Linked DNA regions of Mus musculus: all the other regions are linked to region 1. The links are chromatin contacts, called in public Hi-C, HiChIP or PLAC-seq and promoter capture Hi-C maps. All regions are on one chromosome and are shown on one strand. The core of a region is the stretch at or near the end of the contact, and the rest is flanking DNA. Distances in the headings are between cores, read along the strand shown. Region 1 holds the start of Pfdn4 (prefoldin 4). Region 2 holds the start of Fam209 (family with sequence similarity 209). Region 3 overlaps Cass4 (Cas scaffolding protein family member 4). Region 4 holds the start of Cass4 (Cas scaffolding protein family member 4). Region 5 has its middle 10 kb from the start of Gm40008. Region 6 has its middle 33 kb from the start of Mc3r. Region 7 holds the start of 1700017J07Rik (RIKEN cDNA 1700017J07 gene).

Region 1 (4,357 bases), core at 1,279-3,778:
AGGATGCATTTTCAGGTGTGTCTGTCACCACGAGGACTTTAAAAGCAACTCAGGTGAGAGGCCCTAGTAGGGCCTGCCTGACAAGCAACACTGGTGAAAGATTTCTGAATTAGAATCTAAATTACGATAGATCAGACTCAGATATTTTGACATCAAAGAGTGCTGGAAGTTGGCTGTTTTTGCTTTTTCCAAAGCAGGCATTTCCCGACATAGCCCTGACAAACAGCAGCCACCAGAAGCCACTTGGCCCCTGGGAGGCGGAGGCAGGAGGATTAACAATTCAAGGTCATCCTCAGCTGCATAGTGAGTTTGAGGCCAGCCTGGGCTATGTGAGAAATGAAGGCAGAATGGCAAAAAGGATCACTGTAGAGTTAAGGGAATTCTGCTAGTTATACAAGACATGACTTGCTCCAAATTCAAGAAGAAAGTAAGCTGCCCTGGACCCTGACTACACCCTGGCCTCAGTAACACCTTATGGGATTGTTAAGAGGAAATAAACCATACTCTATTCCAAGTTCAGGTACTGAGATCTGGGTCCCCAGCCAAAAAGCTCTCCACAATTTCAGCTGACAGTCAGATCTCTTAAGAGTTCCAGACCAGCAAATGCTACACAGTGAGACCTTGTCTCAGAAAAGCAAAAGCAAGGACAATGTTTATCGTGGAACTGACCAGTGTAACCCACAGCTGAGAGCACAGTCTAACAAGAGAGGCAAAATGAACCTGTTCCTACCTGGCCAAATCACCGTGGCCCCGGACTGTACTCTGCTACCGTGTAATAATTTGTGGGTGACAGACCAGGGCGAGGGGCTCTTTCGAACTCTGAAGCCTCCCCAGGCTCAGCAGCCATTCCCTCTTAATGAACTGGGATGCTGAGCATCAACCTTCAGTGGTCAGAAGCACTGACTACACGGTGCCAACAGCGAGAACACAAAGGCATTCTACAGGGGCCTTACAAAGTAGAGTGAAAGCAACTGTCTTCAGCCAAGCGCCTCTCATCAGAGACAGACAGGCAAACGGACAGACAGACAAGGAGCCCGGGGTGGGGTGGGGGGGAGACACACACACTAACACACACACAGAGAAACAGAGAGACAGACAGACAAGGAGCCTGAGAGAGGCAGAGGCAGAGAGACAGACAGACAGGAGCCTGGAGTGCAAATGCTCTTTAAATCACAGCTTTTCTTCTGCGCTTCAGTTTCCTCTTCAGCTAAAAGTGAATAAATACAGAATCTCCCAAAAGGTTGACACAGCAGATCAAAATAATTAGCAAATGCTAAGAACTGTCCGAACACACTGTGAAGCCCCAATAGCTATCAGCTGTTTGCTTGTTTGTTCTTTTTTTTTTTTCCCCTCCTCTGCAATTCTTTCCCTGTATTAGATACACCTGCACTCCTGGAAACACGTTTAGGTTATAAAAACCCACATGGAAGTTTAACTTAAGTTGGTGGCTCAAATTTAGCTCAAGTTTCAAAATATTGGTTGAAAGGGTTGCATAGCCATGTCTACTGCCTGTCATGCATGAAGCCCTGGGTCCACCACACCAGCACACCAAAAGCCAGGGGTAGTGGCACACACCGGTGATTCCAGCACCTGGAAAGTGGAGGCAGGAGAGTCAGAAATTCAAAATCATCTCTGACTGCATAGGAAGCCGTGGACCAGTCTGGTGTGTACACACACACACACACACACACAAGTCCGTGTCTTTCAAAAGTGTGATAAGACATCACACCGAGCCCCATGAACAAGGATCGGACGTCGTTTTAAAAATGATAAAGAGCTCTAATTTGACCAAACAAAAATCACCAGACCCAGCATCTCACCAGATGAGTCACCAAAGGAATGGCTGGCTGGCTGGCTGGCTGTGAAGTGTGCGGGGCAGAGCGTGGGGACCCGTGTCCTTCCTAATGGCTGGGAAAAGCCCGGAGAGCCACCGCGCTCGCTCGGGCCGACTGCTCTCAACGTCAATTAGACACTCGGTGCACGGAGCGTGGACCGACCGGAGCGGTCCGGGGCGGAGCACAGAGGTGCGGTAGCAGACGACGCCCCGGGATGCGGTAGCAGACGGCCCGGGATGCGGAGCCCGACCCGGTGCCCGAGGAGATGCACGACCCTGAGCAGGTGAGGCGGTTGCCCTGACGGCGAGCGGAGCGGACAGAAGCACCCCTGTACCCAGCGCGGGCCCCGGCCCCGCGCATCCCTCACCTCCTCAGACCCCGGCCCCCAGCGCCCCGCGTCTCCTCACACGCCCCGGCCCACGGCTCCTCGGACCCCGGCCCCGCCGCACTCACCGCCTTCTTCATGGTGGCCGCCATCTTGGACTGAACCACGGGGCGCGGGGGAAAACCACTCGGGCGTGCGTCACCCCCCGAGGTCCCTCTCGAGCCCTGCTGAGCCAGACTCCCCCCTAACGCACAGCACTATCTCAACACTGCTGCTATCTGTGTCTCTGAACTATAAATTCCCAGGGCAAGGACTCAGGAAAAAAAACTATGCCCTGGAAACACTTGGTATCTTCCAATTAAAGGGACAGGCAGCTTCCCTCTCGGCCGGCATAAATACCAAAAGCGGCCAATAGTCGGGCCCGAGATCCCAGCCACGGCCAGCAGGGGGAGCGCTGGGTACCACCCAGCTGTGTGGAATGGGAAGCTTAAGAAATTCTTTTTCCATTTATTCAACAACCTAGAGAGAAGCTAAGGAGGGTAAGGGCGTGGCTTCGGCAAAGTATTTGGTAAATCATTTGGTCAAGTATTTGCACTCAAGCATGGGGACCTGAGTTCGATCTACAGCCCCTACCACATAAAAACCCAGTGCTGGCGAAGCTACAAGCTGAAGGCCACTCTTGAAGTTGATCTTAGCTTGTATGCCACTGATCACTGCAGGGGACACTAGGGGATCAGCCAGGAATAGATGAAGCCAAAGGTAGGTGACACCCAAAAAGATCCAGAGCAGTGGTTCTCAATCTTCCTAGTGCTGAGACCCTTTAATACAGTTAAATGTTGTAGTGCCCCCCCCAACCATAAAAAGTAGTTTTGTTGCTACTTCATTATGTAAATTTGCTACGGTGCTGGGTCATAATGTCAATAAATATCTATTTTCTGATAGTATTAGGCGGCTTCTGTAAAGGGCTCCCGATCTATAGGTTGAGAACCACTGACCTAGAGCGCTATAACAAACTTAAATGCTTAGATAATAGCTTACTGGACGGTTGCTTGGCTATTTATATTTAGAGACAGGGTCTTGCAATGTAATCCTAGCTGTCCTGGAACTAGCTGTGTAGACCAAGCTGGCCTGAAACTCACAGAGATCTTCCTGCCTCTGCTCTCCAAGCGCTAGGATCAGAGGCGTGCTCCATCATGTGCAACTGAAATGAATTCTTTTATGTGTTTAAAATTAAATTGGTTCAGAAATATGTCTTCCACTCGCTCAAATATGTTAGCCTGGGAAGACTGCCCACACAGGGCCCAGTGGGCACCGAGCTTCCTTAGTAACCAGGGCCATTGTTAACTTCGGTAGCCAAGACTTTGCTCTCAGAAAGTCGGAGGTCTGAGGGCAGAAGAGCTTAGAGTATTGGGGTATGGGCCATTGTCTCATTTACCAAGGGACAGGGAGGACCAGGTGTGAGCCGCAGGACAGTAAAAGCACGGCTGGGCGCTCTTGCATCTCTGCCAGTCCCTCCTATGGCTTCAAGCACAAGGGCATGCCAAGGAGGGGAAGAGGGGCAGATCTCGCCTGTCTGCTTATGACGCAGTGGGTCTCAACCTTCCTAATGTGACCCTTTAATACAGTTCCTCACGTTGTGGTGACTCCCAACCATTAAATTATTTCATTGCTACTTTACAACAGTAATTTTGCTATTGTTATACATTGTAACGTAAATGCCAGACATGCAGGATGTCTGATACTTGACCTGGGTGGGAGGGCCATTCGACTTTCCAAAAGGATCACGGCCCACAGGTTGAGAACCGCTGTTCTAATGTATAATGCATGTGCCCATTTGGTTACAATCTATCTCCTATCGTTACAATGCAATCCTGCTCATTGCTTGCATACCATCAAGCCCTCTGGATATAATGAACTTGGACTCCACAGAGTGAAGTCCTAACACCCTCCTGAGGAAGGTTTGCCGTTTGCACTCTGCTACTTAGCAGTTGCACATACAGAGTCAAATCTCTGGACCTGGAATTACTACGGTGGCACCACTTTTGAGGAACTCATTTGTATATACCGCAAACCCCAGTCCTGAACTCTGTAACCCTTAGACCAGACTCAGAAGGGAGAGCTAGTGTCTGGCTGCAGTGGTCATGGAGAATCTGTAGTTAGTGGCATGTTGACTGGACCGAAAAGACACCAGACACTG
Region 2 (4,357 bases), core at 822-3,321, 2.0 Mb before region 1:
CTTGACGGAGTCACTGTCATTTTAAACCCATGAAGTTTGACTTTGGGATGAAATTAGTCATTCGAATCTGATATGATAGTATATAGATAGTATATAGAAACCAAGAGTGTCCAGGAAAATGTCAGCGCCTGCCTCCACATTCTGGAGCCTGGCAGATTCCCAGGACCAGCGACCTGTGCTCAGATCAGTGATCTGTGCGTGCCTGTACTTCCAAGTCTACTGGGACTTGGCATTTTAAACTCCAGTTAAAAACAAACAAACAAACAAACAAACAAACAAACAAGAGGGGTTGTGGAGGGGAGAAAGAGCTCACGTGGGGGACTCTTTCTTCTTCAGAATAGTCTTTATTAGTTCGGATACTGTCTGTCAATACTTGTCTTTTCTTATACTTTACTATAAACCTCTTCACTCAGAGTCCTCCTCCCCCCATATCTCATATATTGTGACATTATTGTACAGGTTCGTGGGGCTCTCTGGAACCTGCTGCCTGGAGTTACTGTTAGTTGCCATGGAGACCTTAAGGTTCCGCACCTTGGACACAAATTTCACCAATTCCATCTCGAGCTGGGTTAAAGTATTGAAAGTGAAGTCTTTGCTGGGGGAAATATTTTGAGCTTTCTTTGGTGGAGAGCGGAGCTGGCAGCCTCGGAGGCCAGGAGGATGCTGCTCCTGTCGAGAGAGAGATTCCGGGTGAAGTATTCCAGTGGCCTCACTAGTTCCTACGCAGTTCCAAAAGTTAGACTCAGCCAAGAGGGGACACAATAACAAACCTAGTCTGGATGTTGTTGGTTTTAACTGTGACCAAATTGGCCCGCGACTTGATTTCGTAAATAAAGTTTTATTGGCACACAGCCAAGCTCTGTTACTAGCTGGGCCTGTTCTCAGGCTCAAATGACAGAAAGGGAGGAAGGAGCTGCCACAGAGACTCTATGGCCTGTAGAGCTGAAAATGACTCCCACTTGAGCCTTTACAGGCAGCTTGGCCGCCTTTGCTCTAGCCAGAATATGTGTGTGGAGGTTGATAGATAGTGGTTGTCTTCCTCACCACTTCACCATATTTCCCGAGGCAAGCAAGGTCTCTCACTGAAGCTGGGACTCCAGAATTCTGCTAGACTGGCTGTCTAACAAGGTCCTCCTAAGCCTCCCTCCCCAGCTCTCCAGGGACAGGGGTATGCCAGCTCTCCAGGGACAGGGGCGCCACCAGGCCTGACTTTGATCTGGGTGCTATGGATAGAACTTAAGTCCCCAAGGCTGCATTTTTCTAACTGAGGCATCTCCCAGACCCTGGCCACAGTGTCTTGAAATGCTGGGTTTATCTTAGACTGAACCTCTGTCCCTCCAATCCCCGAAGAGCTCCAAGCCACTGTGGGGGACACCCGTAGTGACTCTTGAGTAGAGGCCTCAAACTTTACTCGAGATGAAACTTCCTTTGGCTCAGACATTTTCAGTGAGTCAAAAGCAAGGGAAATAAGAGCTCACCTCGCCTGGAGTGTGTGAGCCTGGCCCTGTGAGCAGGTCTGACACCACAGAACACACCGTGAGCTCCAGAGTCTACTCTCAAGTCGGGGAAAATAATCAAAGCTTACTTCACAGGAAAACCATGAGCTGTTTAGGAACCCATCTCAAACCATCTCATCCTCAGAGGAAGCAACTTCACCTAGCTATCATCATAGGGCTTTCTGGCCAAAGTTCAAGGTCAGACACTAGTGGTCCTACTTGTAGGAACCTAACCTGGGTTTCTGAGAGCGAATGAATGGTTGTGGTGTGACCAAGGACATCCTTACCTTATTCTCGCCATCTCCTCGAAACTTCAGCATCACATATATCATAATGGCAACAAAAAGCCAGAGCCATTTGTTCCCAAGCCAGCCTTGGGCATTCTCTGGAAGATTCTGTCTAATCCGGAAGTGTCCGCCGCAAGGCACCTTCCCTGGGCTTTCCTTGGTTTTCTCCCTCATCGAAGAAAACATGAAGGCACAGGCACAAGAGACGCACAGAGACAAGAACAGGCACCATCTCAGCAGCGTCCGCATGGTGAGCAGAGCTGGCCCAGGGAGCTACACATGGTGGGGCTGCCTGCCGTGGTGCCAGAGACACTGATGGGCTAGTGTTGGGGGCTCGTGATGTCACAGAGGGCCCTGAGCCAACAGCTCCAGTCATTGTGATGCCTTTAGCTTAAGAAGCCTGAGGCTCACTCACCGTGAGTAGCCTGCCTGGTAGGACTTCCAGGGACGAGAAGAGAGGATGCTGTTTCCTTGCTGGAATGCTCTGAGCTTGGCACCCTCTAAGGAGAGGCCATCGTCTGTTTCTGGTTTCACTTATTTGATCCAGACAGTGGTAAGATACAGGTACAAGGTGTCCCAACAGGGGTAGATCGAGAAACAAGGTTACCAGCCACAGGCCACTCACTGGGGCTCATGGATTTCTTTCCTTTGGCCTACACTACCATCTAAGGGTTGTGGGGACTGTCACCCAAGGAGCCGGGAAGATGGCTCAGTAGATAGTGTCTGAATGCAAGCATAGGGGCCTGAATTTAGTCCCCAGCACATGCATTAAAAAGCTAGTTGTGGTGGGCACTTGTAGTCACAGAGCTGGGGAGGCCGGGACAGCCTGAACGTGCACTTGCTGGCTACCCAGCCCAAGTACTTGTTGGGTTCTGGGCCAGTGAGACCATCTCAAAACACAAGATGCACAGTGTCTCAGGAATAATACTGAAGGTTGACTTCTGGTCTCCACATGCTCACATATGCACCTGTGCACACACAACATACACACCTACCACACAACACACACACACACGCACTACTCATGCAGCATTAAGGCCCACGCTTGTCCCTCGTAGCTCACTGCAGGGATCTTGAGAAATGACCTGAGAAATGACTTTCTGCTAACACTCACACTGCCTCCAAATGTGTTACACTCTGAGCTTAGCGTGGCTTCTACAGACTCCTGTGTCCAGGGGCCAGTGGGCAGCAGGGCGTTCCCCTAGGGCAGAGCATCGGTTTCTGTGGGCCTCCTACCAGATGCTGGCACAGGCCTCCTGCTGGATCAGAAACGAGCCCTGACATCTAGACAGCTACAGACGCTCACTAGAGAAGCAGGCGGCCCTGGTGCTTCTGGCTGTGGCCAGGGGTGCAGTGCAGTCTGTTTGGAGGGTCATCCTTGGCAGGCCCTGAGCAAGATCGTGAAAATTCCCATGGTGAAGGTATTGCTGGGCTAGGTATCCATGTCTGTAGGTACTGCTTTTGAAGTCAGATCTGGCATTCGGTAGCCATCCGCTGAGCCATCTCGCCAGCCTGATATCGAAGTTTTAAGGTTGAGAAATGTGAAAGTATTCTTTTTTTTTTTTTTTTTTTTTAAATCATCAAGGGGCTGGAGATGGCTCAGAGGTTAAGAGCACTGAATGTTCTTCCAGAGGTCCTGAGTTCGATTCCCAGCAAGCACATGGTGGCTTACAACCATCTGAAATGGGACCCGATGCCCTCTTCTGGTGTGTCTCAAGACAGCTACAGTGTACTCATATAAGTAAGTGCTAGGCGGTGGTGGCGCACACCTTTAATCCCAGCACTCGGGAGGCAGAGGCAGGTGGATCTCTGAGTTTGAGGCCAGCCTGGTCTACAAAGTGAGTTCTAGGACAGCCAGGGCTATACAGAGAAACCCTGTCTCAAAAAAACCAAAAAAAAAAAAAGAAAGAGAAGAAAAATAAATAAATCTTTAAAAAAATTAAACATTTAAAGGTTGTAATTAATAAAATATGGCTTACAAGGGCTAAGTTTGGGCTGGTGAGATGGCTCAGCGGGTAAGAGCACCCGACTGCTCTTCCGAAGGTCAGGAGTTCAAATCCCAGCAACCACATGGTGGCTCACAACCATCCGTAACGAGATCTGACTCCCTCTTCTGGAGTGTCTGAAGACAGCTACAGTGTACTTACATATAATAAATAAATAAATAAAAAAAAAAAAAAAAAAAAAAAAAACAAGGGCTAAGTTTTCTTTGTAAAAATAGGATAAGAGAAATGGTGGTGTGCTAATTCAATGACAGAGTAGCTTTGAGTTTTACACTGTTTTCATCCTCAATAAAGTTCTCTTTTGATTAAAAGAAAACTACCAAAATAAAGTAACCGTTATGAGAATTTAACAACATCAAAAAATACCTCTAAAGTAGTTTTCACTGTATTGAAAATAGCTCAGAGAAATAAAAGAGTTAATTAGCTTTGTTTTGGAAAATAAAAATTCTTTTTTTTTTAAAGACAGGGTCTATCGTATCCCAGGCTTGCCTAACACTTCTATGTAGCCAAGGATGGCTTTGAAGTTCTTTTTTTAAAAATCGGATTTATTTTATGTATATGGGTACACTGT
Region 3 (4,357 bases), core at 895-3,394, 1.9 Mb before region 1:
CAAATGCTATCCCAAAAGTCCCCATATCCCCCCCACACTCCCCTATCCACCCACTCCCACTTCTTGGCCCTGGCATTCCCCTGTACTGAGGCAGATAAAGTTTGCAAGACCAAGGGGCCTCTCCTCCCAATGATGGCCGACTAGGCCATCTTCTGCTACATATGCAGCTAGAGATACGAGCTCTGGAGGTACTGGTTAGTTCATATTGTTGTTCCACCTATAGGGTTGCAGACCCCTTCAGCTCCTTGGATACTTTCTCTAGCTCCTCCATTGGGGGCCCTGTGTTCCATCCAATAGCTGACTGTGAGCATCCACTTCTGTGTTTGCCAGGCACCAGCATAGCCTCCCAAGAGACAGCTATATCAGGGTTCTTTCAGCAAAATCTTGCTGGCGTATGCAATGGTGTTAGCGTTTGGAAGCTGATTATGGGATGGATCCCGGGGTGTGGCAGTCTCTAGATGGTCCATCCTTTCGTCTCAGCTCCAAACTTTGTCTCTGTAACTCCTTCTATGGGTGTTTTGTTCCCTCTTAACCTATTCTTGGAAATACTTAGACTGTCCAAACTGCCCTGTGAGTGGGTGGGTGGCTTCTATTCATCTTGGGAAGTGGGTCACCTCCCTGCCCACCCTACCTGTCTGGAAGAGTTTATTGGTCCAGACAGGTGATGAGTCCTGCAGAGTCACAGCATGGCTGCAGAGATTTCCCCTGGCCCCCATGGTGAACCACAAACACAGGGACTTTCCTATTGAGAACTGGCACTCCTGCAGCTCCGACTACCCTTTCCATATGTTAACACATCTTCCTCCAGATGGTCAGCAAACATTTACCTAATGCTGCTGTCACGTGGCACTGACCCTGCCCCCTCCCCGCCCCCAACCATCCTTCAGTGCCTAGGCACTCTTGGGGTCCAGAAGCTTCCAGGCCCTCTGTGGTTTTCTATCTCCCATACTTCCCCACCAGCCTTCCATGGTCTCTCTGGCTGAGGATTTCGGTCCTGCCCACGCTCTCCCCTCCACCCCCAAACACACCAGCAGCTTTTCACCCATTGAAATTCCACGCTTCTAGACTCTTCATGAATGCCACTTCCTGAGAAAAAGTGTTCTTTGATGCCACCCTGCAAACCAAACTGGTTCTTCTAGCCTGTTTAGGATCTTCCCATGTCTGTCTCTAACTCACAGAGGACAACCATCCCTCTGACTGTCTCCCACGAGAGCAGGGTTCACACCCTCCTCCCTCTCAGCTGTGTCCCCCGGGGCCCACATTAGCCCTTGGTTGGTTTCATGATGGACAGGGCAGAGCCACACGCTGCTGGGGCTGTTGAGTCTCTAGGAGATAAAAAGTCAGAGCAGGAACACCTAGTTCTGTCTAGAGTGGGAGACAGGCAGTTTCCTGTGACACTGTGGTGGCCCTTTAAGCACAATGTAGAAGGAATGCTCACAGAGCTGGAACCAGATAAATGCTGGAATTGCCCTGGAATGTGGTGTCATTGTTTCACATGGAGGCCTGCAGAAACCAGCTGGGTTGATGTGCTAAAGGGCAGGGTTACAGACTCTTGTTGCGTGTTGACTAAAGGCTCAGACTTGGTAAAGCAACGGGATCCTTTCTAGAGGTTTTGTTTGGCTTTCAAACTTTGCTTCTCTGCCGTCTAGGCTGACCTTAAACTTCTGATCCTCCTGTCTCCACAGAGTTCAGGGACAGTGTGTGAGCCACTACACCTGGCAACTTGTTCTATTTCTGTAGGAGAGTCACAATTTTACCTTGTTGAAAGCTACTTATTAGTAATTCTATTTATTACTTAGGGGTCTGAGGCAGAAGGATTACTGTTAGTTTGAAGCCACCATGGGACACATTGTACGTCCTAGAAGTGGGCTCTGAGGTGAGAAATCCTGTCTCAAAAATAAGAGAGAGGGAGAGAGAGAGGGAGACAGAGAGAGAGGGAGATGGAGAGGGGGAGGGGAGGGGGAGGGAGACAGAGAGGGGGAGGGGGAGAGGGAGAAGGAGAGGGGGAGGGAAGAGAAAATTGCAACTTAACTATTTATTTTGGGAAAATGAAAAGCAAACGCTGGCTTTCACCCTTCACCACTCTTGTGAAATCTACTCAAAGTGCTTTTGAAGGGAGGCTTGCCACTGAAGCGTGCAGCATCTATCTGGTTCCCCGTGAGTGTCACACTGTCCCAGCAGCTGTGGCTTCTTCTGGGGAGGAGGGGCATTTCCAGAGAGCAATGGATCTTTAGGATCATCCAAGCCAGGAAACATCTGCCCCTCAGGGCACCCACAGCTGCGCTGGATCACCAGCAGCTGCCTCATTCCTGAGATACGGTTGGTTGGTTTCCTCCGACTGCCTGCCTGCCTGCCGCCTGGCCACGTCTTGAAAAGCAAAAGTAACCTCTAAGTGTGTCACAGAACGAGTCCCTTCTGTATAGTAGTTCTTTATAAATAGCACAGAGTGCCTTTGGAACATTAAACAGGCAATTATTATGATTCCCCAATTAATAAAACAACTAATTAAGTGTCTAATTAATAATTAACCAATTAATAGCCAAGTGATTAATCAAAGTATGAATTAATTAGATAATTAATTAATTAATTGAAGTACTGGGGATGGAACCTAGGGCTTCACGTCTGCTGGGTAGGCAACAAAAATTCCCCTAGTGTAGGTCACCAAGTTTTAATAAGAGAGACAATTCCGGTTTGTTACACAAGAAGAAGGAATCAGGCAAGGTGGCCCGGTTCCTGTAATGGATTCAAGCTTTAGGAGGTGGAAGCTGGGAGTTCAAGGTCATCCTGGCCTATAGAAAACCTGGTCTCAAAAGGTCAAACCAAACCAAACACTGCAACAGCAACAGCAACAGCAGAAGAGGAGCGAACCCCACGTGGTAATTCTCGGAACAGAGTGAATTATATGGGATGAGACTTGGTTTTTAAGTTGAGTGCTCAGACATTTTACATCACGAACTCCCAGAATATTTCAGATGTGGGCTGTCTTATCTTCATTTTACAGGTAAGAAAATAGAGGATCAGCGAGGTCTAATAACCTGTTCAAAGTCCCTCGGGCTCTTGGGGTTGCTCCCCATCTATCTTTGACTCACATATCCCTTCTTGGTCTCCAGCAAGAATAATATAAGACTTGTGTGTGTGTGTGTGTGTGTGTGTGTGTGTGTGTGTGTGTGTGTGTGTGTCACACACACATCTAAGTCTGTCTAAAAACTGGAATTGCTCACAACTGCATTAGGATACCAGCTAAGCCCCCCGGTGGCTTTGAGGCCCCACGGTCCACCCTCAGGCCTGCTGATCCTGCCCTCATTAATGGTCTTCCAGCCATATTGTTGATTGACATTTCCATAATGCTTCCAGCCCGGGGCTCATCCCTTGCCATTCCACGTACCCAGAACATTCTTTCACCAGATCTCTTCCTGACTAGCTTCCAGTTCAAGGGTCACCTCTTCCAAGGCCACCTCCCTCTATGCAGAGTTGGACTCCCATATAAAGGCCCTATGGGAGGACATAGCGAGGCGAGTCATAGCCAGTGTGTCACGTAGGGAGGGGAGCCAGCACAGCAGCCCCCCATGGTGACAGCAGGCAGTGAGTCATCACTGTGCACCCAGGCTCCTGGCACCACTGTGCTCAGGGCTTTGAAAATAACACATGGAAGCAGTTGACCGCCGCAGCTATGCAACCTGACAGCTGTCCAGCGGTCGTCAAGGATGGCTCGCAAACTATTTTTTAATAGCGTGTTAATTTGGAAACGTTGGCATGGATACTTTAGGGATGATGCAGGACACACGACTGTCTCTGCTTCTTGTGGGTGGGCACACGGGCAGCTAGAGTTCACACATAAAAGGAGAGGTGTTCTTATTTTAAAACTTAGAAACATTTTGTTTTGTGTGCATAGGTGTATGTGCACTTGTGTGTGTGTGTGTGTGTGTATGTGTGTGTGTGTGTGCTTGCATATGAACCACAGCATGCATGTGGAGGTCAGAGGACAACTTGCTGGCGTCAGTTCTTTCTACAATATGGTCTCCAGATAGAACTCAAGCCAACAGGATGCAGCAGGTTTTTCCTTACTGCCCTTTAGCCAGAGTCTTCCCACTGGCCCCAGGGGGTTCTTCTTCATTCTTGCTTTTATGAAAAAAAAAATTAAACAGCTGTCCTGTGCATTCCATCCATCCTGTAGGTTGAGCTATGTGGGTTTTGGGTTTTGTTTTAGATAATCCTTAGTTTATTCTTTACTTATCTTTATTTTTATGTTATTTCGTATATGTGGCTATTTTACTTGCATGCATAGCTGTGCACCATGTATATGCGTGGTATCTGAGGAAACCAGGAAAGGACCTCGTATTTCCTTAAACTGGAGTTA
Region 4 (4,357 bases), core at 604-3,103, 1.9 Mb before region 1:
GAATGAAGCATGTCCTGCTGTTGTTGATGGCCCTGGCTGAGGATGCCTTGAATTCCCCATCATCTTGGGTTACAGGCCTGTGTAGCCCATGCTGGGGACAAAACCCGGGCTTTTGTGCCTGTGAGACAAGTGCTCTGCCAACGGAACAACATCCCCAGCCCAGGAGGGAGGAGTGCAGGGCTGGCTATTTATTTTCACGAAGCTGAACAGCAACAGTGAGCAGAGCTGTAGCATCAGTCGATGTACAGACAGAGGCCGTATGCCGGAGAGACAGACTGCCGGAGAGACAGACTGCCCGGAACTGCGGGGATGCCTTTGGATGAAAGATTTAGTGGGGCTGGCTCAACTACTCACTTCCCCAGCGCTTTGTGGGGCAAGATTCTCAACTCAGATATTTACAAGTCATCTAAACAAGGAGTCGCCACAGACCCCAGCCCTGGATCCCACGCCCAACACTTGTTACTATCACAATGACAAGCAACATTTAATTCCGGCAAGCAGCCTCCCATTTAGCAACTGTTTCATGGCTCTTTTGTATCTACCATTCTATCACATTTTGAAAGAATAGGAGGGGACAGAAAAGCAACGACTGTGAGCTTCACTTTCCTTGTGATCTCTCCTCCTTCTCCCCAAGCCCCCGCATACAGTATGGGTGTGTGAAACCCAAAAGTTGATGTCACAATGTCCTTCTCCATCACCCACCCACTTTATTTGTGTGTGTGTGTGTGTGTGTGTGTGTGTGTGTGTGTGTGTGTGTGTGTGGAGTTGGAGTTGCTTGTCTTAGGGATGCTGGCCAGAGAACTACAGGGACCTTGCTGTCACCTCCTTGCCGTCTCTGGGGTTACAGGTACACGCTTTCATGCCTGTTTTTTTTGTTTGTTTTTGTTTTTTGTTTTTTGTTTTTTTATGTGGGTACTGGGTACTGAATTCAGGTCCTTATGCCTGTATTGCAAGTACCATCGTCACATCTCAGGCTCCAGTGCCCTTCTTGGGTTAGCAGTGTGCCATGCTATACATATGCTATAGGACCGTCTCTTGGTTCCTGGCCCAGACTTGCAGTTTGTACCAGAGTTCCAGTCCCCAGCGCCCAAAGGAACACGAAGGCAGTTCATGGGTGTCCTTATTGGAGTTAGCAAGAGTAGAGCCAAGGTCTAAGCTCTCTCTATTCAAGAGAAGTGAGTGCCCCAAGCCAGTCAGAATCCTTGAGAGCCACACTAAGCACCTTCAGGATGCAGAGAAAGAGAGAATGTTTAAGAAGTTTGCTGAGTGGTGAAGAGACACACAGTGGGGGCTTGGGCTGTCTGCCTCCTGCCGATTTCACCCCATCATTTCCAGTCATCTTGAAACCAACAACTGGTAAAGAGCAAAGCTTTCTCATTCCAAACCTGCCTGCCACTAATAACCTACCCTTCGTGTTCATTAGAGACCCAAAGATAAAAACAGTTGAGTCAACTGTTGCTCTCATGCACTCAGCCCCAATCAGTCACTCACCTTGGGCGCACCCTCTCTGATGCTGGTGCCTCTCATGGCTGTGATGTGAGCAGGGTCCTCGGAGTTCTGCCGCTGATATATCTGGTTCCAGGGACCAATGATGCAATATCACTGCATGCTGCTGGCTGGTTCCCAGGAGCTGGATTCTATGGAACTGTTTGCCAACACATGGAAACAGTCGAGATGATTCTTTCAAGTAAAGAGAGTCAAATGAAAGGAACGGGGGAGGCGGGGCCAGAGCTTCAGGCCACACCCACGCCTCCATGCCTGCTGTCCCACTTCATGGTAAGTGGAGGCTGACACTCCTTTGCTGTGTGAAACCACAAAAGAAGAAGAAGGAGAAAAAAAAAAAAAAAAAAAAACCCACCCTTCTGCTTTACAAGGTGAAGTTCCTACTTTGAGCAGCCCAGCGTAGGATCACACCGCATTCTTGTCCCTTGAAGACTAATGGAACAATTCCCACCCAGCGAGGCAACACATTTCCATGATGAAGCAAAGCTGCTGGACTTCCGCTGAGGGTCAGCATGTCTTCCTTCCTGTCCCCTGCGGTGTGACAGCTGGGGTAACAGGAGTAAACTGCCCTGCTCTGAACCCCACGTTTTCTACACCTTCACTCCAATTCTCCGTGGTTATATTTTAGCGGGCGCTGCTGAGAGCACCAGATACTGCCCCACACTTGGCTCTTTGTGTCAAGCGAGTGCTCTGAACTCATGAAGTGGAGTCCTCACGACTTCCCAAGTTTAAAGTTTCCCTCAACTCAGACCCAATATCCAGAGAGGAGCCACGGAGTACAAAAAAAAAAAAACCAAAAAACAAACAAAACCAAAACCAAAAACAAACAAACAAACAAACAACCCCAAAAAAACCAAACAAACAAATAAGAAAACAAAACAAAAACCCAAAACTAGCTTAGGCTTCATTTCATTTCAGCATAAGGGTCCCCTCTTCTAAGCAGCTCCTCCCAGCTCCCCTGGGATTCGATCTGTAGACCAGGCTGGCCTTAAACTCACCAAGACCCACCTATTTTTGCCTCCCAGGTGTGAGATTTAAAAAGCATGCCATAGCCAGACCACGGTGGCACTCTCCTTTGATACCAGCACTCCCAGAAAGCAGAGGCTGGCTAATCTCAGTGAGTTTAATGATAGCCTGACTTACAAAGTAAGTTTGGGGCCAGCCCCGAACTCAAAGTGGAAAAAAAAAGTAAATTTAAAAAAATTGAACCAGTGAGATGGTTCAGTGGGTGAAGCTGTCAGCTGCTAAGCTGAAAACTTGTTGGAGTTATTGGAATTACACGGTGGGAGAAGAGGACTCCTGCAAGCTGTCTTTCTGACCTCTGCATGCATACTGCCACTCGTGTGCATACTTCCCTCCCCAGATAAAATAAATGCAATCAAAACAAGCAAACAGATAGAATGCTGTCTCTATTTTAAATGGTCTTTAAGGAACCAGTGATCAGCAATCTGCAGGCGACAGTAGCGAAAGGGGGTGACAATGACTAGACAGGATGAACAGGCTCTAGACAAATGTAGAACCGGGCATGCTCCCACCCCCACATCTACAGTGCTGAGACAGGAGAACAGCTGCGACTTTAAGGCTGTTCTGGGCCACCTCAGAGTTCTAGGCCAGTCTGGACTACGGTGTGAATCTGTCTTAGCAAATAGAAGTAGCTGTCAGCCACATGCTCCCTGCCAAAGTCCACAGGGAAGAAGTAGTAATTTCCAGAAGGCTTTTCACAAGAGAGACACATTCTGAAAAGGGTGGGGTGCGTCAGATCAGAGGCAGTGCGAGCTCCATTTTAGGAAACGCTGTAGCTGCAGAGAGGAGTTGTGAATCATAAGAGCTTCAGCCCACTGCTCTGCACAGGGACAGATCAGAAGGCGTGCTCTCGCTCACCGAGCCAGGCATCCCTGGTAGCAGGCCACTCTCCATCAGTCATCCAGTTTTTAAAAAAACGTGTGTGGTGTTTTGCCCATATGTCTGTAAATGTGCAGGCAATGTCCACAGATGCCTGACGAAGGCGTCAGAGTCTCTGGAACTGCAGTTACAGACGGTGTTGAGCATCTTTTCAGCTGCTATGCCACTGACCTTAAGTCCAGATATTTACTGAAGTGATCCCCTCATGCCTGCTTCCTTCCTTCTTTCCTCCTTCCTTCCTTCTTTCTTCCCTTTCTTTATTTCTTATTTCTTGTTTTTGTTTTTTTTTTTTTCTTTCTTTGAGACAGAGTTTCTGTGTGTAATATTACTGGCTGACCTGAAACTCACTTTGTAGACCAGGTTAGACTCACTTGCAGAGATCCTCCTGCCTCTGCCTCCGGAGTGCTGGAACTAAAGGTGTGCACCACCACTCCCAGCAGCCCTTCCTTTGTTTTGAAATAGAGTCTCATGTAGCCCAGGCTGGCCTCACATTTTCTATGTAGCTAAGGATGGCCTTGAACTTCTGATCCTTCGGCCTTCACCTCCCAAGTGTTGAGATTATAGGCACCATACCCATGTATGTGGTGCTGGGTGTCAAACCAAGGACCTGGAGCATGGCAAGCAAGCACTCTGCCAACTGACCTATAGCCCAAGCACTCTGCCAACTGACCTATAGCCCAAGCCTCTGCCAACTGACCTATAGCCCAAGCCTCTGCCAACTGACCCATAGCCCAAGCACTCTGCCAACTGACCTATAGCCCAAGCACTCTGCCAACTGACCTATAGCCCAAGCCTCTGCCAATGTTGATGCTTTAAATAAGGCAGAACTCAACAAAAAAGCATTTGTTACTTATACTAATTTCTAAAGGCAAAAATGGATGTGGGGATCTGAGAAAATTCCTGAGAGTGAATAACATCCCTAACAAACACATATCCAGAAAACTACCAAAAC
Region 5 (4,357 bases), core at 1,328-3,827, 1.8 Mb before region 1:
ACCATGGAGGATGCTGCTTACTGGCTTGTTCTCCATGACTTGCTCAGCCTACTTTCTTATAGCTAAAACTGAGGCCCACAAGCCCGGGGCATTCCCACAAGTGATGGGCTGGGTCCTCCCCTATCAATTAATTGCTGGCCCAACCTTACAGAGGCATTTTCTCAACTGAGGTTCCCTCCTCTCAGATGACTTTAGTGTGTGTTAAGTTGGCGTAAAACCAGCCAGGCAGACACTAAGATGTCCTTTGAGTGAAAGGTTTACTATGAGAGCTGTTAATTGACCAGACAGTCAGATAACAGACAGTGCTACGGCAGGGTCTCAGAGGACTGAATGGCAGCGTGTAGGAGGGTCCCTTCCTATGGGTTTCAGAGGAAGTTGGGGAGGTCTCTGCCGTGTGGTTGATTAGTAGTCCATGGTATGAGCTTACAGTCAGGCTGTCTCTGAATCAGCTATGAGGATTGATAGGGTAAGAATATAGAAAGACAAATTATTATAGCTCTGGAGACCAAATTACTGTAGTTTGGGGTGTTATCACAGTACAACCAATGGTTACAGGATGGTGTTGCCCTGGGTAACACTGTTGTAGTGTGGGGAGCCGCCCTCACATTCGCCGTTGCAAGATGGCGCTGACATCCTGTGTTCTAAGTGGTAAACAAATAATCTGCGCATGTGCCAAGGGTAGTTTTCCACTACATGTGCTCTGCCTTCCCCGTGACGACAACTCGGCCAATGGGCTGCAGCCAATCAGGGAGTAATACGTCCTAGGCGGAGAATAATTCTCCTTAAAAAGGGACAGGGTTTCGCCATTCTCTCTCTTGCTCTGGCTCTTGTGCTCTTGCGCTCTGGCTCCTAAAGATGTAAGCAATAGAGCTCTTGCTCTCTTGCACTCTTGCTCCTGAAGATGTAAACAATAAAGTTTTGCCGCAGAAGATTCTGGTTTGCTGCGTTCTTCCTGGCCGGTCGTGAATGCGTGTAAGATTGTAGTAAATCTCCAACCCCAATAAGCCCATGCAAAAGACACACAACTCAGTTATAATATTTATAAGCTGTACGCCTCGATTGGGCAGATTTACCACTACACTAATCTATTCCCCAGCTATGAGAGCCCTTGCTACTTGTGCCTTCTCCAGGCCATGTGTTTCTGCTCCATCTTCCTCCTCTTCTTCCTCTGTCATTCCCTACCCTTCCTCCACTCTCTAAAACCTCCAGCCCCACCTTTCCCTTCCACTGCCCAATCACAGGCTCTAGCCTTTATCTGACCAGTTAGAATGGGGAGAAGGTTCACAGGAAATCGCCTGAGTATGCGTCGGGGTGGGGCAGCCCCTCTTGAGGAAGCAGAATTAACATCAGTATAGCAATAGCACCAGGGCAACCCACAGAATAACACTAGTCATTCTTTAGCATTCATGTGCACCACAGACTGTTGTGTGTGCGTGTGCGTGTGCGTGCGTGTGTGTGTGTGTGTGTGTGTGTGTGTGTGTATTCACAAACATATATGCATCTATCCTTAGAGCAGCTGAGTGACAAAAGCCTCAATTTTAGCCCAGGTCTGCCGTTGTGACACCCTGGCTCTCTCTGGGTGCCTGTTGTCTTCTGTGTGGCCTGTGTCCATCTGTCTGTCGTTCTGTGGTTTTTCTGCTTGTCCAGTTGGAGCCATGGGGGATTGTACTTGGGCTCTGTCAGAGGATGACAGCGATAGCTCCTTGTCCCAGGAGACAGCTTCTGTCAACTGTCCTCTCCCCCAGTTTCCATTTCCCCGCAGGTCCTTGCTGGCCTGAGCCACTTGCCGGTTCCTCGCCGCTCTCCTTAGCCAAGCCCACACTCTGCAGCTGATCCTTCTTCAGCCCTCGCCAGTCAGCTCTCTTGAGTGTTTGCATGTCTCGCAGCTGCATTCTCAGTGAAGCACTGGGGCCAAAATCACCAGGGTTCAGAAAATTCTGATCAGGGAGAGCAGAGGCTCAACAATCTAAACTTAAACTAGAACCAGAAAATGGTTGTGTTCTCCTGGGAGATTTTTGAAATTAACTTAATAAAATACTCTTTAATAAGGAGGCTAACATTTAGATTCTTTATTTCTTCTTTTGAATGTGTGTGCACCTGCATGCATGTGTGTGCACCTGTATGTATAGGCATATGCACATGTGTACATAGTTGCATATGTGTGCATGTGTGTGTACCTTTGTCTGTGTGGCGGTGTGGGGGGAAGGCTGGAGATTGATAGCAAGTGTCTTCCCCTACCACTCTCTACCTTGTTTTGAGCTTGGGTTTTTCACTGAATCTGAACTCATCAGTTGGCTAGACTGTCTGCCAAGGAGCCCGGAGCGCTAGCTGTCTCTGCCTCAGAGCTCTGGGGTTAGGGTCACATGCAGCTTTTTATGTGAAAGATGGATATCCCAGCTTACGTGCTCGAGCTTGTGTGCCAGCACTTTACCCACGAATCACCCCCTTGCTCCATCCTTGTCTTAGAATAATTGTACAAACCACAAGAAAGAGGAGGATAGGGTAACGTCACCAGTCCCATGCTTGAGGGGGCGTGGCATACAACTGATCATGCAGGGTTAGCCCCCTTTCTGTGGGTTCCAGCTCAAGCTCAGCCACCACAGTTTGAACATAATTGGAGACGAATTTGCATGTGTATTGAATAGGTACAAAGTATTTTCTTTTCTTGGTTCCCAAACACTGCAGGGTGACAACTATTTACATAGCATTTACATATTAGGCATTGTTCTTAGCCCAGAGATAGCTTGAAGCTTGTAGGAGGGTATGCATAGGTTATATGCAAATATTTTGCCATGAACCATTTTGTATAAAAATCTTATTCATCCAGTGGTTTTTTTTTTTTTTTGAACACATGACTTTTAAAGCAGATTTTTTTTTTTCTCTCCCTGTCTGCGTATGTGTAGGTCAGAGGACAACTTGTGGGAGTCGGATCTTTCCTACTGTGTAGGTTCTGGGGAGAAAACCAGATCATGAGGAAGTGTCTGTGCCCACAGAGCCATCTCCCTGCCCCTGTGTGTCTTGCGAGACAGAGTTCAGGCAATCTTTGAGCCTACTGTGTGTGTGAAGATGTCGTGAACTCCTGACCCACCAGCCTGTGCTTTCAAAGTGACAGGATGGCAGACATGTGCCACTGTGCCTAGCTCACTTTGGATTTTGGTATCTACAGGGGTCCTGGGACTAACCCTCCAGGGTGTCACAATTGAAAACAAAGCTAAAACAAAGCTTTTGCCATTCAGCTATTCTGAGGAGTAGATGCATATGTGTTTGTGAATGTATACACACATACATACACACACATACACACACATACATATACACACATACATACACACACACATACATACATACACACACATACATACACACATACACAATACATAAATACATACATACACATACAAACATACATACATACATACACATACAAACAAACATACATAAATACATAGATATACACAATATAGTTTGTGGTACACACAAATTTTTTTGTTAATAAAAAATTTCAAGGGCTGGGCAGTGGTGGTGCACGCCTTTAATCCCAGCACTCGAGAGGCAGAGGCAGGCAGATTTCTGAGTTCGAGGCCAGCCTGGTCTACAGAGTGAGTTCCAGGACAGCCAGGGCTACACAGAGAAACCCTGTCTCGAAAAAACCAAAATAATAATAATAATAATAATAATAATAATACAAAATAAAAAAATAAAACATTTCAAAATGTTCAATTCATTCTATTTGTGTGGTTGGCCCACGTCTTAGGGCTACTACTGTTGTGCTGAAACATCGTAAGTAACCAAAGCGACTTGCAGAGGGAAGGGTTTATTTGGCTTATACAAGTGTCACAGGTCATTGAGGGGAACCAAGGCAAGAATTCCAACAGGGAAGAAACCTAGAGGCAGGAGCTGATGCAGAGACCATGGAGGGGTGCTGCTGACTGGCTTGCTCCTCATGGCTTGCTCAGTCTGTTTTATTATAGAACCCAGAACCATCAACCCAGAGATGTCCCCACCCATAGTGGGCCAGGCCCTCTCCCATCATTTACTAGTTAAGAAAATGCCCTATAGGCTTGCCTGCAGCCTGACTTTCTGGAAGCATTTTCTCAACTGAGGTTTCCTCCTCTCCAATGACCATAATTTATGTCGAGTTGGCATAAAATTAACCAGCACAGTACATTAATATCGACTATTTTTTTCCTGAAGGCAAAATATATTTCATGGCTACAAAATGATACCTGTGAAGCCATTCCTAAAACTCAAGACTGTTGGCAGAAGAATGCTGCCCACACTGCTGCCCACAGCTCCGTATCCAGCATGGGCTGGCAGGGGCCTTGGCGGTGTGTAGTCTTTAACAGTTAGAGCTGGG
Region 6 (4,357 bases), core at 557-3,056, 1.7 Mb before region 1:
AAGCCCGGGGACCCACTCCTGGGCTGAGTATGTAGGTACTGGCCTCCCGACATCAGAGCCTGTGTTGATTCAGGCCATTGCTGGTCTAGATGACATACAGGCATTGGCAATGTTCACTATTGCTCCTGATAGGCCCAGCACCAAGAGGGTTTCCACTTAAAACCATTACCTGCTCTCTTCAGGAACCCAGCTGATTGGTTAGTTTTAACTGTTGACGTGATATCACCTGGGAAGAGTCTCAGTAAGGAAGGATTAAGCTGGCCTGTGGGCATGTCTGGTGGGGAACTGTCTTGATTGCTAATTGATACGGGAAGCTCCAGCCCACTGTGGGCAGTGCCATTCCTTAGGCTGGTGGTATGGGAACAAAGAAAGCACACGAGCAGATATTGCACACGTCCAAGCTTCTGTGCATCTCCTGCTCCTGACTGTGCATGCGACACTTCCACTTTTCCATAATAATTGACCGTAGCCTGGAACTGAGAGGTGAGTCACTCCCCCCTCCCCCACCAAATGACCTTTTGTTACATTGACAGAAATGAGAGCAGGACACCGAATCAGGAAGGAGTATTGGCGGTGGGACCACAGTGCAGAGGATCCAGCCTTGAATATCCTATCCACGAAAGGATTATGCTGGGGCTGGCGGTGGGGCAGGTTACAAAGTGTTTCCAGGCTACACGGAATCACTGAAGGGCAGGATGGGCTCAGCCAGCTCTGGGCTTCTAGGTACCAGATGTCGATGTCAGTATGACAGCTGCCCCAGTTAGGCTTTGCATTGTTCATCAATTTGGCATCATCTGGAGTCATTTGGACCCAGGACCAATGAGAAAATGCCAGTAAGCAGCGCCCTCCATGGTCTCTACTTAAGCTGATGTTTTCAGGTTCCTGCCTTGGCGTCCCCGTACGATGAAATGTGAACGAAGTAAACCCTTTATTCCTCAAGTTGGTTTTGGTTAGTACTTTATTACAGAAACCTAACCCGGACACTATCCTAGCCTATCGTGGACTCTGACTGTTTCTTGTCTTGGTCTGGCTGAGCTAGGAAAGATAAAGTCTGATTGGCTGTGCTTGCTGTCACTCACCTGCCTCTTGCCGGGAGAGAAGGGCTGGGAAACTTGATTGACAGTCTCATACAGACTCCTCAATGACCCTCACACCTGGCCCAACCGCTTCTTCCTGGCTTTGGCAGCAGAATGTGTGCTCTTGTCCCCTTTACAGTGCCAGCTCCGCGACACCCCGGCAGTCAGCGATCGATCTTGGTCAGGTTCTGATCCATCAAGGTCTGGGTGAGAGGCTTGGTAAGATCAGCTGCGGTTGGTTGGGCCCTTTTGACAGTCTCTACCGGGTGTCTGTCTTCCTGTAGAGAAAGCCCTTGACTTTTGGAGAAGGAGCCGCAGTGACCTAATGCCTAGTATTTATTTCTTAACCCACCCCTGGACTATATAGGGAGTTGTAGTCCAGCCTGGATACATCGTGAGAGCCTGTCTCAACATAGCAACCAATGCAACACACAGGCACACACACATACACTCTCTCTCTCTCTCTCTCTCTCTCTCACACACACACACACACACACACACACACACACACACACACACACACACACACACACACACACACACACACACACACACACTCACTCACACTCATTCACACACACACTCACAGACACACACACACACTCACACTCATTCACATACACACACGTTTTTTGCTATTTTTTTTTGCAGCTAGCTATCCTCTACAATGTCCACTAGGTGGCACTGTTGCCCTGCTCAGAGACCGAGAACAAGCCTAATGAAAAAAACTGGTTAATTTCTCAAGTGGCCACCTGGCCTTCCTTTCAGGTTGCTGGCATAAAAGGACCAAGGGATGACGTCATCCCGCAAACGTGCCAATCTCTCTTATGCCTAAATATTTTTCTTGTTTGAATTAAATTAAGTCAGTGTGCCCCACTTTGGCTCCTTCAAGGACCCCGAAAAGTGCCTTTCATAAATATTACTTAAAAATAAAACCCTACAAACCCTAGATTTATTTATTTTGTGTTGTGTGTGCCAACACGCTCCGATGTACACGGGGAGGTCAGAGAACAACTTGTGAGAGTTTGTTCTCTCCTCCCCCCATGTGTGTCCCTGGCGTTGAACTCAGGTTGTCAGACTTGGTGGCAAGCCCTTTCCCACGGAGCCATTTCTCCAGCTCCTGTCTTTAATTTTGGGTCTTAGCATTGATGTGCATGGAGGAGAGCTCTTTAGCCTTTGGACAGTGAACTGTTTCCCCCAGTGCAAAGCCCATCCACACCAAACACGCACAGCTTGCTGGTAAGACTGTAGGTGACATGGTACCTGGTTTTGCTCTTTTTATTCATCTCACAGGGGTGTGGCTTTTAGTGTTTTAACAGTAATTGGTAAAAAACAAAAGTTACTAACTGGATCCCTGTGGATATGTGCAAGCATGTGTGTGTATGTGTGCACATATGTGTGTGTATATGCATATTTGTGTATGTATATATGTGTGTGTTTGTGTGTGTATATGTGTGTATGTATATGTGTGTATACGTATGTCTTCTATGTATGTGTGTATGCATGTACATGTGTATGTATGTGTGTATGTGTATACATACATGTATGTATGCGTGTATGCATGTGTATGTATATGTGTGTATGCATGTGTGTATGCATATGTGTGTATGTGTGTATGCGTGTGTGTATATGTGTGTGTATGTGTGTATGCATATGTGTATGTATATGTGTGTATGTGTATGCATGTGTGTATGCATATGTGTATGCATATGTGTGTATGTATATGTGTGTATGTGTACGCATATGTGTGTATGCATATGTGTGTATGTGTGTATGCGTGTGTGTATATGTGTGTGTATGTGTGTATGCATATGTACATGTGTGTATGCATATGCATATGCGTGTATATATGTATACTTGTGTGTATGCATGTATGTATGTATGTGTATGCATATGGGTATGTGTGTATGCATGTGTGTATATATGTGTGTATGCCTATGTGTGTATGTATGCGTATATGCATATGTGTACATGTATACTTGTGTGTATGTATGCATATGTGTGTGTATGCATATGTGTGTATATGCATGTGTGTGTGTGTGTGTGTGATTGTATGTGTGCATGCTCGAATGCTCGTGGAGGTCAGAGGTTGACATCAAGTGTCTTCCTCTGCCACTCTCCACCATATTCACTGAAGCAGGTCTTTCCCTTGATCCCAGCTCTGATAATCCAGCCAGCTTGCCCTGGGGGTCCCCATCTCTGCTACTTGTGTTTTGGATGGCAGTTGGGCCGCCTCTGCAGCTTAGTGTTTATGTAGGCGCTTGGGATCCAGACTCCAATGCCAGTAAACGGAATGTGACCAGCTCTTCCCTAGTCCTTCTGAGTCCTGCTTTCTCTCTGCAGACAAGCCTAACCTGTTTTTGTTATCCTAAAGTCCTGGAGATTGAACCTAGGACCTTGCACAGTGAGCCATACCCCTGCCATTTGTCACATCTCTCTATGCACACCCAAGTTGGCCCATAATGTTTAAGAGGTGGGCACAGCTACAATTACTTTGCACTGCTGTAGACGATTCATTCCATTCTGTACCCAGGCACCTCTTTATTTTATGGATGTGCACATCCCTTGGAGGTGTGTGTGGGCCTCTGAGTCCTAGGGAGTGCAATGGTTAGTGTTAATCAAGCTAGCACAACATAGAACCAGACGTGAAGAGTCACCGAGGGATTGTCTAGACCAGATTGGCCTGGGTGCGTGTCCGTAGGGGTTGTCTTGATTATCTTAGTTGATGTGGGAAGATCCCCGTCCACCGTGGGTAGCATCGTCCTGGGTTTAGGGCCTTGGACTTCGTAGGAGTAGAGAAAGTGAGTTGATTTGAAGTACAGGCATTTCTTGCCTCTCTGCTGCCTCAGGCTCCTGCTCCGACTTGGCCTCAGTGATGGACTGTGACCTGGAATTATAAGACAAATAAACAGTTCCTCTCCTAAAGAGCCTCCTGACAGGGTGTTTTATCACAACAGCATAAATCAAAGTACAGCAGGAAGCAGGTGCTGATCTGTGCCAGGGGCCAGCCAAGGGCAAGAGGCACGTGTGGGTGGAGAGTGAGCCGGGCAGCTCTGAGAACCGCTCGGAGCAGCTTGTGTGGCCGTCTCCATCCCTTTTGTCTTAATCAGTCGGGTGGGAGTTATGGGTTAGGCCTGCTCTTAGGACCCAATGTTGAGGTTTCATTTCTCTGCCCACCGGGGGAACTCAAGGAGTTATAGCATTTGAAGGGAAAAATCAGAGGTGGAGGGAGAAATGAGTAAACCTTAAATGTCCCTTAGCATGGTGTGCTGTGGTCAGAA
Region 7 (4,357 bases), core at 772-3,271, 1.5 Mb after region 1:
TAAAAAAGATCACAGCAAAGACAAAAATTAAAAATTGAAAAATTAAACCAGGACAAGGACACAATTAGTGCATGTGGTACAAAACTGGACAAGGGTGGCCTTGTTATTGTTACTACTTCGAGGTTTTCGTTTGTTTTTCCGAAACAAGGTTTCTCTGTGTAGCCCTGGCTGTCCTGGAACTCACTCTGTAGACCAAGCTGGCCTCAAACTCAGAAATCCGCCTGAGTTTAATCTGCCTCCCAAATTCTGGGATTAAAGGCATGAGCCACCATTGCCCGGCTTTTTTTTTTTTTTTTTTTTTTTTTTTTTTAAGGAGTGTGCGCGCGCACATGTGTGTGAGCGTGCGCGTGCTGGTGCAGTTACCGACAGAGGCCAGAAGAGGGCAGTGGATTCCTTCCGCTGGAGCTGAAGTTACAGGGCGCAGTGTGCTGTCTGTCACAGGAACTGAGACCCAAGCTCAGACCCTCAGAAAGAACAGTCCACCCTCTTCATCAGTGAGCCATCTCTCCAACCCCCAATTCTTTATTTTTATTTTTTTTTCTTTATTTTTAATTTGAAATGTTTGTGTTGGGGCTGGAGAAATGGTTCCGCAGTTAAGAGCACTGGTTGTCCCTGCAGAAGACCCAGATTCAATTCCCAGAACCCACGCGGCAGCTCACAGCCATCCATAACTTCAGTTCCAGGGAACTTGAAGCCCTCTTCTGGCCTCTGAAGGCATTAGTGTAGTGGACAGCCCCTTGCAGGCAAAATTCCCATACACATAAAAAGAAGTAAATTCATTTAAATGTTTGTGCCGGGATGCTTTAGGAAACCTCTCAAACCTTTTTTCCTTTTGAGACTCATGTAGCCCAGGCTACCCTCTAGCTCTCTGTGTAGCTGGAGATGACTTTGAACTCCTGATCCCCCTATCTCTACACCTCAGGTACTTGGATTAGAGGCCTGTGACATCACACCAGGCTTATGTGATACTGGAAAACTGAACTCAGGGACTCTACTAACTGAGCTACATCTGCAACTCTTGCTTCGAACCTGCACTTTTCCTACTTTGTTTATGGTGTGCATCAGTATTTTTAAACTACTCACCCGAACCAAAGAAATGGCTCAGCTGGTAAACATGCCTGCTGCTCAAACCTGGTGACCTGGTTCAAATCCCGGATTCCACAGTGGACGAAAAGAACTGATTCCCGAAACTTGTCACCACCTGCCTTCCACATCCCTGTTTTCACACACATGGGATTGCATGCACACATAACAGTAGTAGTTAACAATAATAAAATTACCCCCGTTCTATAGTGAGACACTGACTTTATAAGTAACCAAGATTTCTTACACATAGATATGAGCATATCAAATTATAATAGTAACAAGCTATAGAGAACCATCTGGAGGGAACGGCTAATATGTTTTATTCGGGTTGTAGCACCAAGAAATGGGGTGTTTGGCTTGCACTCATTCTGGCAGATTCACCATTATTCTGACACAGACCTTTATATCCTTGGCTCTGAACTGGAAGCGCATCGAGCATCCGACGAGGGCAGTAGGATCTCATGGTAACTAAAGCATCTGTAGATGAATTTGAGCATTGTTTGCTGAGTAGCATGGTAAATTCGTGGAATGTACAACACACACCATGTGCATACATCATACATGTATATTTAAAACTTAGAAAATAGATAAGGAAAAGCAGCAGATAACTTAGCCACAGTTGCAGCCCCCAGAACCTACGAACCTGAATTGCTTACTGAGGTGTGAGGTCTCCCGAGGACGTGAGGTCTATGGCTAACTGTACCATGGGGTTGAAATCAGAACTTGTAGTGAATGCGTGGCTTTTAGAAGTCACTCACAGGCCGGCTACCAAACTGCTGACAGTGCCTGAGTGTTCAGCCCTGAATGTGACCTCAGCTCCACCAGGCTTCCCTCTCCAAGGTTTAGACAGCACAGCAGCAAAGCAATGGAAAGAACGTCCTTGGAGCCGGAGGTAGAGTAAGACTGCTAAATGCTGCCTCAGGACTGCATGTGCCCTAGGGAACTCAGTTACCATGGTTTCTGTCACAAGACCTAAATAGCATTCCAGAACCGGAAGGAAGGGGCTCACGGGGCTCCGCCTCCCGCTGAGGGGTTGGCGTTGGTGGGCGCTAAGAAAGCTTGAGATGGATTTCTTCAGGGTGTGGCCAGTGCCAGGGTGAGCATGCCTAGTGAATGGCCCCATACCCAATCATGCGCTTACAGCCAGCACTGACTAGACTCAGTTGTTGGGAACAAAATAAAGAATGGGGCCCTGGGGAAGAAGGGAAGGAAAAATATGCCCAATGCCCCGGCAGAGTTTCCCTATTCTCTGGTCAGTCAGGTGTGAGAGGGCTGCTACCTACCCTATCCACTCATCCCTGGGTGGGCATTCCTCTATCTCACTCTTGAAGGGGTGGCCAAGGGGCAGCCCTGCCTGGGGACACCCCCCCCCCCAGCTAATTTGCTAAAGCCACCAGGGTTGTGGAAGAGAGGGAATGGGGGAAGAAGTTCCCAACACTGACCAGAGGGCGCAGAGGAACTTGAAGGGCAGAGACACTCCATGGTTTAAGAGCTTAATTATAGAAATGCAGGGGAAAGAGAGAAGGGGAGAGACAGAGACAGAGAGAGAGAGAGGCTCAGAGAGAAAGAGAAAGGAGAGAAGAGAGGACAAAGAGAAGGGAAGAGGAGAGAGAAGTGAGAGGTAGAGGACAAAGGAGTAAGAGAGCGAGGTGGGGGCTGAGCACCCCTTTTTATGGTCTTCACTGTTGCTAGGTAACTGGGGAGGAGTTTAGCCTGAAGGTCAGAAGCTTGGGACATTGCTTACATGACTACTGACCATGCTTCTCTTGTGGGGGCTGTGGGAGGTGGTACCTTAGGCAGTGCCTGGAGTTCCAAGAACATGAGGGAACGCCTACCGTGTCATGTAGGTAAATTATGACCATCGGGTTCAAACCTCAGCTCGACTGGAGACCAGCCTGCAATTCCCCACACTGAGTCACAAAGGAGGAGGGCAAGAAAGGGAGGGAGGGAGGGAGGGAGGGAGGGAGGGAGGGAGGGAGGGAGGGAAGGAGGGAGGGAAGGAAGTTAGAGGGGGTGGGATGAATATGATTAAAATATACTATATACATATATGAAAAGTTCAAAAAATGAATAAAGATGGGTTTTTTTATGTTCAGCCTTGGGGCTTTAGAAGTGGCTCAGCAGTTAAGAGCACTTGTCACTCTTTCAGAGGACCCAGGTTCAGTTCCCAGCATCCACGGGGAGTTCAGAACTTCCTGTAACTCCAGTTCTAAGGGATGGATGTTCTCTTCTGGTCTCCCAGAGTACTGCGTGCACATGGTATGCACATGCATGCACATAAGCAAATCATACACATAAATAAATCTAAAACTAAATAAATAGCCTTGGAGCTGCAGAGATCACTTGGTAAATGCTCGCCACGGAAGGACAAGGTCTGAGCCTGAGCCTCAAGACCTATGTATGTAAAGAACAAAGTGCAGTGACCAGGGCTAATAATGTCATCACTGGGGAGGTGGGGACAGGAGGATCTCCAAGGCTTGCTGGCTGACCAGCTTAATGGATCAGTGAACGCTGTCTAGGAAGAAACTCTGTCTCAAAAACCAAGATGGGACACTATCAAAAGAACCCCTGAGGTTGACCTCTGGCCAGTACACACACACACACACACACACACACACATGCAAACACACACACACACACATGCAAACACACACACACGCACACACACACACACACACACACACGCAAACACACACACACACACACGCAGAGACACACATACACCTATGTGGAAATAAATAATAAAGGTTCAGCCCTGACTGAGGAAGGCTAAGTGTATATATTTAACATGGCACTTAAGAAATAGGGGCGGGGAGCCTCTTACATACTCTCTCTACTTAGCTGGACAGAGACTCCAACAAACAAGGACAGCTTGGTCCTCATTATAGGCAAAAAAGAATGTTCTGAGGACACACCCACCCACAGTCTTAGCCACCGACTTTTATTCCAAGACAATGTTCTAGAACTTTCTTGAGAATCTTTAAAATATTTTGGGGGTGCCAATCACGTAACGGATCCTGCCAAACATAAACTCTCAAATAATGCATCTCAAAAGGAAACGGAAGCCTTGCTCCCGAGGGTGAGCCTTGGCTCTAACGGTGTGGCTGGCGCTTTCCATATCCTCCCCCAAATTAATAATTACACATTTTAGAGAGGAAGTAGGCAGATTGCTGTTTTGACATAATTAATTTGATGCATCTTCGCTGTTATAAAATTATCATCGTTGCTCAGCCATGCTTTGATGCGTACGTGTCAATAAGGTGAGTGGAGG

What was found. Promoter capture Hi-C pulls out the DNA fragments that hold promoters and counts their contacts. A called contact is a pair of places that touch in the nucleus more often than the background predicts. HiChIP or PLAC-seq counts read pairs in DNA pulled down with a chosen protein or histone mark.
Region 2: a contact with region 1 is called in a promoter capture Hi-C map of pre-B cells. The contact joins the promoter of Fam209 here to the promoter of Pfdn4 in region 1. A contact is called at or near these places in 9 of 39 promoter capture datasets (the 3T3-L1 cell line, 3T3-L1-derived adipocytes, the C10 cell line and 5 more) and 1 of 115 datasets of contacts at active chromatin or transcription factors (embryonic forebrain).
Region 3: an H3K27ac HiChIP or PLAC-seq map of large pre-B cells shows a contact between it and region 1, with 8 times the contacts expected there. The contact joins the enhancer-like site here to the promoter of Pfdn4 in region 1. A contact is called at or near these places in 7 of 39 promoter capture datasets (the 3T3-L1 cell line, the HPC-7 cell line, HPC-7-derived erythroid cells and 4 more) and 4 of 115 datasets of contacts at active chromatin or transcription factors (astrocytes, embryonic stem cells and large pre-B cells).
Region 4: a promoter capture Hi-C map of pre-B cells shows a contact between it and region 1. The contact joins the promoter of Cass4 here to the promoter of Pfdn4 in region 1. A contact is called at or near these places in 7 of 39 promoter capture datasets (the 3T3-L1 cell line, the C10 cell line, cranial neural crest and 3 more) and 4 of 115 datasets of contacts at active chromatin or transcription factors (embryonic forebrain, embryonic stem cells and forebrain).
Region 5: a contact with region 1 is called in an H3K27ac HiChIP or PLAC-seq map of embryonic stem cells, with 8 times the contacts expected there. The contact joins the enhancer-like site here to the promoter of Pfdn4 in region 1. A contact is called at or near these places in 7 of 39 promoter capture datasets (the 3T3-L1 cell line, cranial neural crest, embryonic stem cells and 4 more) and 4 of 115 datasets of contacts at active chromatin or transcription factors (astrocytes, embryonic forebrain, embryonic stem cells and 1 more).
Region 6: a promoter capture Hi-C map of second pharyngeal arch cranial neural crest shows a contact between it and region 1. The contact joins the enhancer-like site here to the promoter of Pfdn4 in region 1. A contact is called at or near these places in 10 of 39 promoter capture datasets (the 3T3-L1 cell line, 3T3-L1-derived adipocytes, the HPC-7 cell line and 6 more), 2 of 15 datasets of contacts at CTCF or cohesin (large pre-B cells and pro-B cells), 80 of 484 Hi-C or Micro-C datasets (the 3T3-L1 cell line, the AML12 cell line, B cells and 50 more), 16 of 115 datasets of contacts at active chromatin or transcription factors (the NIH/3T3 cell line, VIP interneurons, astrocytes and 13 more) and 1 of 9 other capture datasets (embryonic stem cells).
Region 7: a Hi-C map of the G1E-ER4 cell line shows a contact between it and region 1, with 3 times the contacts expected there. The contact joins the promoter of 1700017J07Rik here to the promoter of Pfdn4 in region 1. A contact is called at or near these places in 6 of 39 promoter capture datasets (the 3T3-L1 cell line, 3T3-L1-derived adipocytes, the C10 cell line and 2 more), 4 of 484 Hi-C or Micro-C datasets (the G1E-ER4 cell line, cortical neurons and macrophages) and 4 of 115 datasets of contacts at active chromatin or transcription factors (astrocytes, embryonic forebrain, large pre-B cells and 1 more).

Annotation. Positions count from the first base shown.
Region 1 is chr2:170,509,401-170,513,757 of GRCm38.p6, reverse strand. It overlaps Pfdn4 (prefoldin 4), which reads right to left and starts at 2,528. Exons shown (of 4, transcript NM_001110152.2): 1 at 2,289-2,528. The coding sequence starts at 2,312. Gm16796 (predicted gene, 16796) reads left to right here and starts at 1,831. Exons shown (of 3, transcript NR_040367.1): 1 at 1,831-2,919.
Region 2 is chr2:172,470,268-172,474,624 of GRCm38.p6, reverse strand. Fam209 (family with sequence similarity 209) reads right to left here and starts at 2,071. Exons shown (of 2, transcript NM_029608.1): 1 at 1,784-2,071; 2 at 309-669. The coding sequence starts at 2,032. The coding sequence ends at 406.
Region 3 is chr2:172,410,543-172,414,899 of GRCm38.p6, reverse strand. The region is part of intron 1 of Cass4 (Cas scaffolding protein family member 4); the gene reads right to left. Among named protein-coding and RNA genes, the nearest start is that of Cass4, 19 kb to the right of the region's middle. Within about 2 kb of position 2,144, at least 79 of the 459 cell types and tissues checked have an H3K27ac peak or open chromatin away from gene starts, as enhancers often do. A contact at or near this core is called in pre-B cells, where this site is marked.
Region 4 is chr2:172,391,140-172,395,496 of GRCm38.p6, reverse strand. It overlaps Cass4 (Cas scaffolding protein family member 4), which reads right to left and starts at 1,853. Exons shown (of 7, transcript NM_001080820.3): 1 at 1,492-1,853. The coding sequence starts at 1,527.
Region 5 is chr2:172,302,706-172,307,062 of GRCm38.p6, reverse strand. No RefSeq gene overlaps it. Among named protein-coding and RNA genes, the nearest start is that of Gm40008, 10 kb to the right of the region's middle. Within about 2 kb of position 2,577, at least 9 of the 459 cell types and tissues checked have an H3K27ac peak or open chromatin away from gene starts, as enhancers often do. A contact at or near this core is called in embryonic stem cells, where this site is marked.
Region 6 is chr2:172,213,435-172,217,791 of GRCm38.p6, reverse strand. No RefSeq gene overlaps it. Among named protein-coding and RNA genes, the nearest start is that of Mc3r, 33 kb to the left of the region's middle. Within about 2 kb of position 1,806, at least 25 of the 459 cell types and tissues checked have an H3K27ac peak or open chromatin away from gene starts, as enhancers often do. A contact at or near this core is called in embryonic basal ganglia, second pharyngeal arch cranial neural crest, stem cell-derived motor neurons and 1 more, where this site is marked.
Region 7 is chr2:168,975,933-168,980,289 of GRCm38.p6, reverse strand. It overlaps 1700017J07Rik (RIKEN cDNA 1700017J07 gene), which reads right to left and starts at 2,021. Exons shown (of 2, transcript NR_040326.1): 1 at 1,730-2,021; 2 at 1,384-1,563.